Regions from separate parts of the Anas platyrhynchos genome. Here region 2 is linked to region 1. A link is a contact called in public Hi-C data. All regions are on one chromosome and are shown on one strand. Each heading gives the region's core, a stretch centred on a gene start, on an enhancer-like site or on the middle of the called end of the contact. The rest is flanking DNA. Distances are from core to core; before and after follow the strand shown. Region 1 overlaps SPIDR (scaffold protein involved in DNA repair). Region 2 overlaps SPIDR (scaffold protein involved in DNA repair).

What was found. A called contact is a pair of places that touch in the nucleus more often than the background predicts.
Region 2: a Hi-C map of F5 follicle shows a contact between it and region 1, with 2.1 times the contacts expected there. The contact joins two enhancer-like sites. A contact is called at or near these places in 3 of 8 Hi-C or Micro-C datasets (F5 follicle, skeletal muscle and small yellow follicle).

Annotation. Positions count from the first base shown.
Region 1 is chr2:46,205,998-46,213,446 of IASCAAS_PekinDuck_T2T, forward strand. The region is part of intron 8 of SPIDR (scaffold protein involved in DNA repair); the gene reads left to right. Among named protein-coding and RNA genes, the nearest start is that of CEBPD, 92 kb to the right of the region's middle. Within about 2 kb of position 2,649, at least 5 of the 8 cell types and tissues checked have an H3K27ac peak or open chromatin away from gene starts, as enhancers often do. A contact at or near this core is called in F5 follicle and small yellow follicle, where this site is marked.
Region 2 is chr2:46,258,939-46,266,387 of IASCAAS_PekinDuck_T2T, forward strand. The region is part of intron 10 of SPIDR (scaffold protein involved in DNA repair); the gene reads left to right. Among named protein-coding and RNA genes, the nearest start is that of CEBPD, 39 kb to the right of the region's middle. Within about 2 kb of position 3,558, at least 5 of the 8 cell types and tissues checked have an H3K27ac peak or open chromatin away from gene starts, as enhancers often do. A contact at or near this core is called in F5 follicle and small yellow follicle, where this site is marked.

The sequences.
Region 1 (7,449 bases), core at 1,399-3,898:
ATGATCAAGGATTATAACACTGACGCCGTGTTTATATTCATTTGTCATTGAAATTTTTAAAAGCGAATACTTATCTGTTGTCTGATTAAAGTTCCTCATGCCTGCTACCAGCCAAGCAAATGCCTAACAATGTTTTCTCTCACTGGATTTTTCACTGTTCCTGTGGTGGAAGCTCCCTTTTTCACATCGTGGTTGTGAACTACGAAGTTCAAAGCTGGTGACTGGATGACACTTGGATGAAGAAATAATTTAAACCTTGGTAGTTGACCCAACCGCAAGTAAAGATAAACCTGTCTGATTTACAGAGTGTTGTGCATCAGCTTGGTCTGCTGTCTCCAGCTTTGTCTGGAAAAATAAAATGTGAAGTATACACGTTTTCGGGAGAAAAACTCAGAAATGGCTGCTGTCAGAGCTCTTTTTTTCCGTATGTGGGTTTGGTCTAGGCAAGTAAACTTTCTGCTAAGGGGGGAAAAAGAATCTGAACTCCTCTGCAAGTTAAGCAATGCGTAATATAGGGCTAATACTTGCCAAGGGTGCTTGCTCGGGGAGAGGTGGGGCTTTGCCCAGTCCTGATGCTCCTGGCTGACACTTCTGGGAAACCCAGCTCCAGCTTCTCCCAAACAGAAATCCCTCTGGTGACACAGCACCACATACCCAACTTGCCTACTCCCACTAAAGCTCTGCAATAGGAATGTGGTATTTCACTTGTCATCTGTGCAATGCTGGGGTTTATTCATTCACCTGGAAGGAAAACCCATCCTTCTATCTTTTCTCTGAGGCTTGAAGCTTAGTAAGTGCTTCTGGTAAACTGTTGTAAAGGTTTGTGTAATGAACTGTCAGTATCCAAAAGTGAGACATTTGCAATATGAAGCAAGTTAAGAGTTTTCTCAGCTTGGTCTTTTTTTCCTCATATTACTGAGGAAGTGGTATTTTTCCCCCAACAAACATTTTGGACTTTTTTTCAGCATTTATTGAACGTTTGGCTCCAAAAACACCAAACGCTTCTAGATCAATTCCAGTGATATATAAGTTTAGGCTGTTTTTTGTCCAAATGTCTACATATTTTTTTAGACTTCTCACAGCTTGAGGCACTGTGGTATCATAAATGGATGTGTTTAAACCCCCATATCTGTATGTGGTGGAAATACATTGCAGCGATGTAAGTTATACCCCTGCAGCTTTGAATATAAGCCAGCAGTATTTGTTGTGCTGCCTGTACTGCTCTGCTCCCACTGGAGCTGATCTTTTTGCCTGTCCTCCATCGTTTGTCGGAGTCTTGGATTGTTTCTTTGCAACTTTGTGGTTGGGCAGCCACATCCCTTTGTGCTTTATTTGTCGCCCACTTGTTTGATTAGATTAAGGAAGGATTAAAGGATCCAGCGCCCTTAGAAAAAGGCAACCCATAGTTTATAAATGTGTAAATATAATGTAATTGCTTCTTAATTCCTTGTGTTAAGTAAAAAGGAGGATTTATCATCAGATAAACCCTAACACTTTGGAAAGTCAAATGAAGGCGATTTGCTGACTCAGAGGTGTGTGTGCCAAAGATCTCCTGCAAAGCTCAGGTTTTAGATGACATGAAGAACTTCAGCTACTTTGATCTATCTGCGATCCAGACAATGTATCTTGCCAGTCCACACTGATTTCTGACCACTCTGCCTTCCCGTAATGAAAGGAGTTTTTGTGAGGTTTTGTCTCCACTTGGAAAGCTTAGGATTTGCCATCAATCGGTAGGTCAGCGCTGTTTACATTAGCAGTGGTGAAGCATATAATAAGGGCAGGACTCAGCTTTTATTCTAGAAATTAATGCTTAAAAGCCCTGGTGGCCATGCTTCTATCTCAACCATTAGCAGAGATGTACTGGTGGTAATTCTGGGGAAGTCACTGGCCTAAAAGCTTAGCCAAAAAAAAAAAACAAAACAACTTAGTAACTTCCTGCCTTGTGAGTTCAGTTGACCTCCTTGCATTTGTTTTTTATTTGCTTCAAAAAAATGAAGTCAAAACAAACAAACAAACAAAACCCACAGAACTCTTTAAAACAAAGGAATAAAGTGAACTGTGTAAAACACCCATGTCCTGCGTGTGTGGATGCAGGTCAAGGGCTCTGCCAGCATGCAACGCTCTGCAGATGGTTTCATGGAGCATCTCAGCGACAAGCTGAATCAGTTTTGTACAGATGCTGTCAGTTTCAGTTGTGTATTATTTTACTCTTTGTGAATTAGCATCTTGATTCCTGGGTACCTTGCCAGCTGTTTTTCCTGCCTCCTGTGGCAGAGGAGTGGAGAAGCATTTCTATAGGCAGCACCGTCCCCTTACGCTTCTGTAGCACGCTGGCAGTGGTAAGTTTCACCTACTTTATTCTTTTTGTGGTTTGAAGTGTGTTATTTCTCTTCTTTCCGTCTCCAGCTTTGCTGTCAGTGCTCCATATTGTGATTGAGACTGTTGTTATTCTGCCTCACAGACCTGTAACCAGCTGGTTCTCCACCAGCTACCTGCAAGAAACTGCGATCCGTAGAGCAAACAGCACGGCCCCACTTACATGTCTCTGCTAGGCTGGTGTCAAAACACTGCTATCAGAAGTGACGTCAATTCTGTGTCAAAGGTTTCTGTTGTCTTTTTATTTTTCTTCCCCTGAAGACCCTGAACATGATCTGTTAAGAGGCTCGTACAGTGATTACTCACTTTTCACCCTAGCATAAAGGCACGCAGCTTGCTTGTCTGCCACAGGGCGCCTGAAGGCAGTTTCTGAAAGGTGCAGAGCACTGCCCCAAGTGTAATAAGGGGCCTCCCTATAAAGAGCCCTATCTTAAAGAGTGTAAATTCTCACTGTGAGAAAGCTAAGGTCAACTCTGGGTACATTATAAATGACTTAAGCTGCAACGAGGTTAGGTACCACACTTTGAGAAAGGTATTTAAATCGCAGTCTTTAGTGTTTTAGATTTTTCTTTTACTTCTGTTAACTTAGGATTTGAACCATTTTGGTGCTTCAGTTTTTACAGGAACTAGGTTACATTAAAAAAACGATTTTGGAAGCAGCTTTCACACCCTTGGGCAGTTCCTGGCTGCCTACCACAACTGTGCTGCAGCAAGTCACAGTCAGTATTAGTGCTGAAGACCTCATTGCCCTTGGAAGCTGGGTTTTGATTATAATTTGCATGTTTTTTTAAGGCAGCAAAGAGTGTAAGGTAGGGGATGGTACCAGGAGCTCTGGCACCCGTGGTCAAGGCCCGTGGCACACCTTCACCCCGGCTGTCCCGCGTGTTCCTGTGACATGGCCCAGTCTGCTTCTACCAGGGGCTCTGCCAAAGGTGGCTGGTCCAACTATCAAATGCTCATTTTTTTTGAAGGCAGGGGGGGTTAGTTTGCTTTGTTTTTCAAGTTGGGTGAGACCTTGATCTGGTTTTGCAGCACAACCCACAGACTTAAGCTGATAAATGAGAGGTGGGGGTAGACCACAGTGTGAGGGTGGGAGCACCTTTAACTGGTGTAGCTAACATCTTGTAGTGTGAGCCAGAGCTTCCTCTGCTGGGTCGCTTTAGACAAGTTGCCATCCTCTCCCTTCATTTCTGATTGCCTGAGATGAGGGGAAAAATACCTTAACTCAATCAGGAATCACAAGACACCTATTTATTAAAACTGCTGTGTGAGCCTTGTAATTTTTGTGTAATTCTCAAAGATCTCCAAGAGAAGGATACTATTTAAGAACTAGATATTGTTTTCAGTCAGTTACCATGACATGCTGATGCAGTAACAGTTTTAATTTTATTAAATAAATTAAAAAAAAGTCAGGAAAGGAGACATCCTGCACTCTTAGAAATCGAGCTAAGCATGCTGAGTTTCCAGGTTTTATAACAGTAGGTCGTTATTCTGAGGACTGAAGCTATGTGCTCAGAAAAACATTCAATTGGTTGGACAAATCCATTTAGTAGAGGTTCTGAGAAGTCACTGATGTTCTCCTTTCTCTTTTGAATCTACAGTAAATGTGATTTCCCTCTCCAGGTCTGCAGGACTAGCTTAAAACAGCCCCTTGGTCTTGGAGTTAAGTTATCCATTACTTTGTTAAAACAGCGGTGCAAAATGAATGGCCATGGTACAAGATGGTGGCAATTTGGAAATGCGGTTCCTGAGCTGCACTGCCTGATTTTGTATGCCAGTGAGTTAAGTGAAAGCATGGAGCTAATAAGTATTTTGAGTCCTAAATGTGAAAGTCTATTTCAGTTTAGCTTTACCTCAGTTTCCTTGTGCACTTTCTTTGTCTGATAAAAGCCAATACACCCACGTACGTGTACAAACAAACAAGAAAGCTATGAACCGAGTAAGGCGTCTCTCGTGAAGGCTGGGAAGGAGGGGACTGGTGTTTCTGTCCCTATATGTGCACGCTCCAAGGCACGCTGATACCAGCAGGCTCATGGAAGCCATATAAACATGCCGTTAGCGGGATGTGAAACTACGCGGCAACTTACACCTATAGTTTGGAGTTTCAGTACATTTCTGTTGAAAATTGGCCTTTTAGATAGATTTGTGTGTTTTGTTTCTACGGGGAAGAGTGAGTTGGCAGAGTGTCTGGGCGATTAAGTCTTTTGCTATGTTGATAATACATAGCAGAGGTAATAGTTTGATAAAGGTGGAGCTGTAATGCTCTTTAAGCTCTATACTGGCCCTTAATTACTAGAATATGACTTATGTTGTACTAATGGTAATTTTCCCTTTGATGTGTCTGGCTTAAGACTTAGACTTAAACCCATCTTTGTGACTTATCTTTTCTCTGAACTGAGAGGGCTCAAGAATGAACACTTCCGAGAGTACGAGCTGGCTATGGGGAAAGCACCACGTTTTGCTTTGTTCCTCCATCTCTTTCTCTATGATTACTTCTATAAAAGCTGCAGGTTCAAAACTAAGATGGAATTGTGTGAACAAATACTTCCAATTACTGTAATGGTGTGGACCTAAATAGTAATCCCTCCTGGTTTCAAGAACCAGACACTCTTGTGCTGAATGTTAGTGAGAAGCTGGAGCCATTACCCTGAAGCCCTACACAAAACAGGCATCTGTTGTTTTGTGGGTGGCTTAAAGTTCTGGTCTTACAAATGTAGTAGGATCAAAAATGAAGAGAAATTATTGCAATAGTCACATTTCAAATCCTGAACTTCTGATTTTTGTCAGAAGAAAGCATAAAGTAAAAAATCTCTGATTCATGATATGTTGGTAACATTCCTGAAAGCAGGCAAGTTCTGTATGTTAGATAACAAAATGAGGGCAAAAATGATAAAAAAAAAAAAATCTGCTTTTTTTTTTTTTTTTTTTTGCTATCAGCCAGTGTTGGGCTTATCTGCGTTAGAAATGTGGGTTTCATTTTTTTTGCGTTGGAGCAGCTAAACTTTGATGCAGCCTCTCTGTTTGACTTCCCGTGGTTTTAGAAAAGGCAGAGCAGTGGTGGAACCTGGGGCTAACATAAGGCAAAGCTCCCTTCCTTGTGCGGGGTATAGCCATACCAGTATGAAAATCCCTTGGGATGGCTGTGCCTCTGAGACTTCGATTTTATTGCATTGTATCCACTTTGTTATGTAAAGCTGTAATTCCATGGTTGATTTACATTTCATGGTTGATTTACATTTTGTGTGTAAATTACAAGTTATTTATTTTGCTTTTTTTTTTTTTTTTCCTTAGGCACCAAATAACTCAAATTTAAATCTTGCCAGTATAACCGATTAACCTTGTAATAGCATCTCTGAGATATTAATGTGCGCACTACCTTATCTGGTGCTTTATCTGACCTTTATCTGTTGATTTTAATATCCTTTGTGGTTGCTGGTGACGTGTTTCTGTTGTAGACAGTGAGGGATTTTGGCTCCTGTTTATTTCTCTGGTTTATCCTCATTCACTCTGTGCTGTTCTCTCAAAGAAATGACTGCATCAAGCAGAAAAAAAAAAAAAAGAAAAAAAAAAAAAAGAAAAAAAAAAAGATGTTAAACCATAGCCCAGAAGCAGAGTAGGAGATGCATCTGCATGAAGAGTTCAGAAAGCATGCTGCAAGTTGCGTGTGCAGTGCCACTACTCTCACGTGGACTGACAGTGAGAAAAGCTTAGAAATGAATTGCTCATCCTGAACCAAATGTATCCCTTTCCAGCATAATTTTCGTGCCTGTGACTTATGTAAATTATTGATATAAAAACTGATGATGTAGGGTAAAATTTAGCTGTAGCAAAAGCTTGCAGCCCTGTGTCATCTTGCAAGGCTTGGGTGCTTGTCTGGTGCAACACGAAGGTGATGCGTGTCACAAAACCAGCAGAAAACTGGGAGGTGGGAGGAGCGTGTCCTTTTGTTGTTTCACTGCATTCAGTGGGCTCAGTAGGATCAAGCATATCCTAGAGAGGTAAAAGGCAGGAAGGAAGGGAGATTGCAGCTGCAGGTCTTCCTGGCTTGTGGAGCATCACTTGCTGCAGCCGGAGCTGCAAGTGATGCTCATCCCTGCCCTCTTTCTGGAGATGGTTGCCCCCCGTCAGCAGATACTGGAGATGGGTGGGTGGGTAAATGTCCTTCATGTGTGCTACTGCAAAATCTGAGAGCTGAGTGTGAACTGGTGATCTGAGGTGGTTTGTGCTGACCACAGTGGCTTTGCCCTGGGTGGTTTACAGGGATGTTTATAGGGAACAATCTTCTGGCTCTTCTGTGGGGCCAGTAAACTGGTGATATTCATGTCAGGAAAGCAAGAGAGAGCAGAAATAGGAATGGGCATCTCTGCTGTTAGCTGTATCTATCTACCTCCAAAAGTATGTGTGTGAGAAGACCTCCCTCTTCCCAGCACCCAGGAGGCAGAGGCGCAGGCAGGTCTGCCTTTACAGCAAGGGGTGCGTTTGATTACGGGCGGCAGGGAGCAGTTTGTAGTAAGTAAAGTTTCGTTACAGCTCTTCACAGCGTTCTCATCAAGCCTCACGTGACGTGGTGATGGAGCTGGCTATGCTGACGGCAGCTGATGCTGTGAGAAACTCTGCAGAACTCGTATTTCCTGCGCTAGCAAAGGCATTGCTGGGTTCCTGCTGGCCTCTGCGCTGTGCCCTGCCTGCCTCACCACCACGGCAATCAGAGCTCGACTGCAGGCGCCTGTAGGGTTAGCTGTGCAAATATGGGCTGTGTTCCCTTCTGCAGGAACCAGAGAGAAAGGAACGGGCATTTCTGGAGTGCAAGTCATCTCCTCTTAAGGACATCAAAAGAACCTCACTTTGTAGTTGTTTGTTTCTGCTCATTAACTGTAAAGAGAGTCTAGGTGACTGGGATTTATCTAGCTAACTTTATGAACCAGTCTTAAGCATCTGATAAATGTTTTAGGCTTGGAATGCTCTTGGCTATTTACTGATATCACGGTGCCTAATGTAATATTTACAGTTCCCTGCAGACCGTGCTGCTCTACCCATCGAAGTCATGCAGTATATTTCAAAGGTTTAATTTTA
Region 2 (7,449 bases), core at 2,308-4,807, 54 kb after region 1:
TCTCCAGTGAGGATCAGGGCTTTTGCTAAGTATCAAGTGTTCTATAGGCAGGTAGAAGTCATTGTGCCTGTCTTAATGCTTGCTCAGTGCAGTATAGTGAAGTCTCAATTAGGGAAGGAATGTGTGACAGGAAAAAGGATGAGACAACGAATGTGACAATACAAAATGCTATCTATCAACAGGAAACCACACTTCTTAAACACAAAAGGTATCTTGTTATCTGGGTTGTGATGTTACATCTCCTGCTGGCCCGGAATGGGTGACATCTAAGGAAAATGCAGTGGCAAGGGAAGCAGTGCTTCTGTGGCTGTTACTCTCCCTTCAAGCCTGTGCTGAATCAAATCAGAGGCTGCAACATCAGCAACGTGGTAGGAGAACAATGTGCTATTGTTGATATTCTTTTGGATAAGACACAAAACCAGAATCGTAACCACAGAATATTAAACCACCTCTTTTGGCATGAATAGGTAGATTTAGTAAGGGCCCTAATCCAGTTCTAATTTACATGGTTATCTTTTGTCTCTCTAAACTCTTCCTGTAGTTTTGATTAGATTTGGTCGTCTTTTTTTCTCTCTCCTGGAATACATGTGGTGTGAACAAGCTGTGCTCTACTGATATTTGAACAGATTCTTATTTTCAGGGCTATTTTTTTTTTATAGTGGTGAGGGAAAATTGGAATCAGGTATACCAAGCACATTGTGTCTCAGTAATTCACTAGAGTTATTATTTAAATCCAGTGTAATGACTGATTATGTCATTGCAGTAAAATAATGTTCCACATGCATGAGAAATAAAGCAGAGACTATCATCTGTAGACGATAATTGTGACTAAGGTGCTGTAACAGAGGGGTTTTGTTTCTTTGTTTGTAGGACATTTCTCACTAGAACACAGAGTATTTTAAATCTCCATGCACATCTGAAGATAGCCAAAGCAATGAAAGAAATAAGAGATTCTCTTCGCCTGTATTGTGCTGTGCTCCAGGTTCTGATCCTGCTAAAAGTGATTCTTTGAAGTCATAGGAAATTGGAAATGTGATGTGTATAGAAATCATTTCAGTGTTTGATCCCTGATTGGTGTTCAGTTCAGGTGGTTTTAAAAGAGAAACATGGAATTTGCATAAATGGTTGAGTGAAATCAAGGTGGAGGAATGTTACTGGTGCTGCCCAGGTGTTTTTTCCACCTGCTACACAACACGAAATGAAGTTTATTGAAATCAAATGCAGAAATGTTAATTTGAGTGAGTTTTGGATCACGGCCCAAACCTGCTGCTTGTTTAAAAGTAATTTATAAAGCTTTACTTGACCTACAGTGAAAAAGGAGTTTTCTCATTTTGACAAGTTCAAATGGAAGCTTAGAAGGGTAACGATTTTATTTTTTTTTATTTTCACATTGGAAAACTGTTGACATCTGCACTTCCTGTACAGCAGTGATCGTTGTGTCCTTAATTTCTGATTAAAAAAAAAAAAAAGATAAATCCAAATGTGTCTGGGAAAACACTCCATCAGTAACGCTCACAGTGCATCCCTGGGATTATACTGGTGTTGCCACAGACCAGCATTTTTTCTCCTAATCTCTAACTACTAGAGATATGGAGAACAGCAAGGTGTAAGAAAGGAAGTGGGAAAGAGGTAATACCAGAGCACATTTCCTCTTTGTTTTCTTCACCTTCCCCACTTTCCTCCTGCTGTTGCTTCATCTCCTAATGGTCTCCCATCAATTCACCTCTTGTCCACATCCCTCTCAGTTGACCTAGGCCGTAGTGGTGGCCAGCCGAAGGGAGTCCTCTTTCATATGTGGGTTATAACACCACCCTAAATCATTCAGAGGTACCGCTTGCTTCTCCCGGGCACAAGAGTTTCTCTAACAAGCAGATAACACCATGTTCTCCTCAGGCTCTCCTGGAGAGGAGTTTCATCAAAGCACGTTGCTTCTCCCCGCCGCCCAGGGCTGCTCTGCTCAGGGCTGCTGGGCCCTTCCCAGCACTGTGGGCCATCCGTCGATTTTGGGAGGAATCGGGTGGGCTAAATCCAATCTGAAGGAGCAACAGTGCTCTTCCCAGGCAGGCGTGAGGGGGAGGCAGGGGCTCTTGGAGCAATATGAAGCATTCAGCAGCTCTTGGCCTCCCAGTACAGGCTCTTCCAGTCCTAGCTGGGCTGAGCGCCGGGCTGGGGGGAGCAGTCCCCGGGCTGCTCCTCGGGGGCTTCTGTTGAGTTTAGCTTCTGGCCCTGGCCTGCTGCTGGCTGCCTCCAGAGCTCGGTTTCTGTAAAGGGAAATAGCACTGCTTTGTCCTGTTCTGGCACTTCAGAGACCTGTTCTGTCACTTAGATCCCCCGGGCTGAGCAAATTCAGCAATTGTTGCAAAAGAGTGAAAAAAAAATGAATCTCAAGGGAAAAACAAACAAACAAATGTAAAAATACAAAAGTTTTACATGTAAAATATTCAATATATATATATGAAAACAAGACTTTCATTTTGTTACCTTCCCAGACCTGAATTTACCTTTTTGCACTGGCTGACATCTGTTGCACAGAAAACCCAGAATCTTAGATCCGGAGCTTGCAAGATGGGTAAAAATAAACTGGGAATATTTTCCTTCTCCTTTTTAAGTTTTGCAAATCACGTATTTTTATGATTATAAATAGCTAAATCAACAAGCTTTTACTGACTGGGGATGTTAAGCACACTCTCGTTATTGACTTTCAGAACTATTTAAATTCCTAAGTGCTAAAAATTAGAATTCCCCTTGGAAAAGCTGGTAGCTTTCAGTGGACTCAGCTGGACTCTCCAGTAAGAAGTAGTTAAGAGGTATAGTGTGGAGACTTCAACAAAACAAGATAATCACTTCCATGTGCTTTTCTAATTAATCAGTTTTAATACTGAAAGTCAGAGACATCATGAATTTGCACAGTAAGCATATATTTTGAAAACAACAACAAAAATTATTACTTCATCTGCAGGCATTTACTCTGAATTCTCTTTTTTTTTTTTGGCTTGCAGAGAAAACCTGAGAACACCCCCATGGTCATAGCTGATCTGTGCATACAATGCACTGTTTGCTCAGGCTGCAAGGGCACCACACATCCTGATTAATTTATATGTTTTATCAGTTTTGCTTGTTCTCATTGGAAAAGGAATAGTTAAATGAGATGAATAGAACTCTCTGTTTGGGACTTCGGTTTTCCAAAATAAAATATGTAAGTGAGGGAAAGGTTTCATTCAGTTTTGGCATCGCTTTGTTAAGTCAGTTTAAGCCAAGAAAGATTGTTATTCCACACTGTTTGCCGATAGTAGAAAGTTTACGTATTGATTTTTTTTTTCTTGAAGGAAGAGAAAATGAGTATGAATTTAAGGGATGAACCTCTTACTTGCTTTGCAGAAGAGATTGTTCTGTTAACAACTCATCAAGAAAAAAAAAAAAAAGATAAACAGGATTAACTGTTTACTTTAAGTGAGCAGAAGTCTGGTTGTTTTTCAGAAGAAGAACACAATGTACTGTTGTATCTGGTTTCCAGAGTGGTGTTTATCATAATTCCTTGTGCGGTGGTTGGTAGAGTGCTGGGAAGGCACTCCGCCCACTCGCAGCTTGCTTGCTTTCTCTCTCCCATTGAGGCCTCCGTCCAGGACTGCGCGATTGAGCGAGCTGTCCTGTGTGATCTTTCCTGCCTGACATGAGCTGACATTGACCTAGAATAAAATAACAGGGGCCGTTTCCTAGAATTCTCGGTGGACTGCTGAGAACAGCTACCATAACTCTTGTAAACATGCTACATGCACACACAAACACGCTCCCTCTCCCTCATTTAGACACACACCTAGGAAATGAAGCCAACAAACGACAGGAAAGGAAAACAACGTGAGTGCAAAACAGCAACGACAGACCCCTGGAAGGAAGAGTAGAAAGTTGCCTTTCTGCCAGGGAAGGAGCCCCAACAAGATTTCACTTCTGCTTTTCTTCCTTGCACTTAGTTCTGCTGTTTACTTTGGTGAATATTATAGTTTTGTGCTATTTCGGTGAGATGATGTGGCACTGAAACAGCAGAATGTCTTATTGAATACAGACACGGCTCTGTAAGAAATCCTGCAATGTTATTATATTTCAGTTACCTTTCACATGCACTGGGGAGTCACATGTGCAGGGCTGTAATACCAAGAATGCATTTTGGGATGTTCTGTCCCTTCTGAAATCAGCAGTGCTTTTTATTTTTTTTTTTATACTCACATTATTTTTTCCTTTTTTTTTTTTTTTTTTTAATAAAGTCTTCTAAGGTCCCATTTGCAGTCTATGCGGTTTAGAAGTAAATCAGGTGAATCCACAAATAATATCTTGAAAGGTAAGCACAACCAGTGCCGCTGCTGCCATGTGCTTGCTTCATTCCAGATGCTGTAATTCTGTAAAGCACTTGCCATGGGTTCTGCAGAAGGAGTTTCCAGTTCTCTGAACCCTGTAGCTTACAAGAGATGGGTAGTTACTGCAAGCCAATGTTTATCTACACACACACACACACACACATAATATATACTTATATATATATAACCTCCTTCCCCACCTCAAGCAGGAGCTAGCACATAGATTTTTTGGACCTCTCCTCCTAGATGCTACCATTCAGCTATGGTTTTCCAATCACCCTTTGAGGGCAGGACTTTTATTCTGATTTTTACATGTAAGGATCTGAGGCGTGGAGGAAACGTAGCACAGCAAAGATAATGTGAAATGTTGCCAGAACCAGCAGTTGAATGCTGATTTTCTTGGAAAGGGGGGTGCATGGCACCTTGCAGGAGAAGATCTTTTGGCAGCACCTCACTGACTGTTGGAATTCTTGGATGCCAAAACAGTAATTACAAAGTCTTAAGATTAAAAAAATAAACAAAGAACCCCTCCTCAGATTCACAGATAAGTACTGTAAGTGGCTGGATGGTAATTGCACGTTATATTTGGAACACGATTTTTCTACTGGAGATCATCCATAACAGAGACATAAGTTTTCAGCTGAGCCTATAAGTTTCTGAAATGTACGTTTTGCCTCTTAGTAAATCATGAAATACCCAAGGGATTGTAATGGGATTCCATGCTGAAGTCGTGTTACTGTGGACACTGAGGAACCTGAGGAGTATGTGCATCATTTCTGTTTCTAAAGCTACTACAGTTTCCAGTTTGAGTCTGAAGCAAGCTGGGATGACCTGATGTGCTTGCTTTTCTGTTACAACCCCAAATTTGTTTTTATTTACATAACAAACTGTATGGAATGTATCTTAGCAAGAGAACCATAAATTATGTGCAGTTCTGTGTTGGAAGGGGAAGATGCATGGAGGGGGGAGGGCCTTACTGGTTTGTTGTGGCTGAACCATTGTACATTTTTTAGCCAATGCTTAGGCATTTATTTTTTCTTAACTTTCTCTGTCTCCCAAACCAACCATTGCTATTTTCTTTTTTTGTATCATGTAATAATTTTGGATTAAAATTAATATAAAAAACTTCATTATTAGTTTACAAATCTGAGGTAAGTGAAGCCATCAGATGATGCTGAAAATATCTGTCAAATGCAGCTCTATACCTGTTTGAAATTATAGCTTAGGCTTAATGTTGTGTTTGAGTGCATGACAGGAATGTCTTTTTATCATGAAAAATATTTTGTTTACTTTTGAGTAAAATTTTGACAGCAGATAAAGCACATCAGCAGTTTGAGGATTTGACAGTGCACTTAGTGTGGGATGGGAAGTTTAAAAAAAGTATTTGGTGCAATATGAAAAGCTTCATAGGAGAAAAAGGTTACGCTGAAAAATTGTTAAGTGTGTCATGGTATTCACTGCACATATCAAAACCTGTCTGGTGTAGTGCTACACCCACTCCCAAGCAGTCGTATGTAGTTCCCACCAGGCAGTTGGTATTCCACGTTTTGAGTCAGAAAACTAAGGATGCGGAGCTCCATTCACTACATGGACATTCCACATTAAAAAGGCAGTCAGGCTGATGTGTTTGGCTCGCACGTGTCTCTTCCTACGCACAAAAGCAATGTCCCACAGAAGTGCTGCTTCTTCAGGTCATAGACAGAAAACAGTAGCTGGAGGAATGAACCTGAATGAAGAAATGGAAAAAAAAGAAATGGAGCAAGTAGAGATCTGTGAAGGGTCTTGGGGAAGTTGCATTTGATTTTCTTGTTTGTATTGAAGCAATTGACTGTCCAAAGTAGTGAGTAAAAATAAGCAACTGTTATTTTATAACCTCACTCACTGCTTATCATTTTTTTCAACTTATGGATAAAAATGTAATTAAACCCAATGAAAATACAGAATTATGGCTTTGGTATTGTTACTATAGGAAGTTATTTGCAAAGTGTTATATAAATACTCTGTTACATGCATGTTGAGAAGAGATTCCTTTCCTGAGCCTGGGGAGGCCTCTGCTACATATTTTCTATTTCAGATGCTGAGATAAGACTTGCTTATTTCCCTGGTTGTATTCTTGTCCCATGCACAGTTTCCAGCTATACTTTCTTAAAGATAGGTTGTCTCTAGCTGGAGAGAAGTTGTGTCTAGTGGTAGCTGTGTGCCATGTTCGGTCTTGGCCAGGTCCAGCACTACTGAATGGTGTTCTTCTCTGTTTCCTTCTGGGTGCTTCCATAAATGGCTAAGAAAAAAATATAAACCCTACTTTTGAGTAATTTTATATCTCCAGTTTTTGAAGCAAATGATTACCATTTTGGTCATCTGAGTACTACAAACCAAAGCACCAGCTTGGGTGCTACAAATGTCTACATTTAGAGGGAGTTGTGATCAGGAGTCTTCTTGGAACCCTCAGAGCCCTGGAAACAGCAATGCTCGTGTTTTCTTCTGTACCTGTCTACCTCTGTGACCTAGGTACAGAAGGGCTAGTCATCATCATCATACATTTGTATTTGCATCATTCAATCCATAGTTACTGCAGCTCCATAGAGTTTCTAGTTAGTGACAGCAGATAACATGGATTTTAGAGCAGGTTACTCTAAATCTTGAGGGGACAAGGAAGGCTACAACAGGTTCATACATTTTGAAAGGGAACAAGAAGCAAATCGGGGTCCAGTGAATATGGGCTTTGAATAGGAAAATCCTTATGGTGATGTAGGGGGGATAGTTGTCCCTAAGTGTTTAGACCTGAGCCCAGAGCTTTGATTTTTCAGTGATAATGGGGAACACAAGGACTGCGTAAGGTACAGATAGATTAAATCCTAGTAGGGTGGTGTCCTGCAGGTTACAATTTGAATCTGAGCCATATTAGCAGGAGTTAATCAGCTCCACCTTGAGACTTGACCAGACAAGTTGCTGGATTGGAGTTGTGTAGGTAGTGTTGTGCCTCTGGTGTTTAAGAGAGAGGGGAGTTTTGTTTATGTGTGTTTATGTATGTGTGCTTTATGCCTCTACTGGGACCGCACCTCAAAGAGATAAGGAGCCCTTCTGACACACAAAGCAGCAG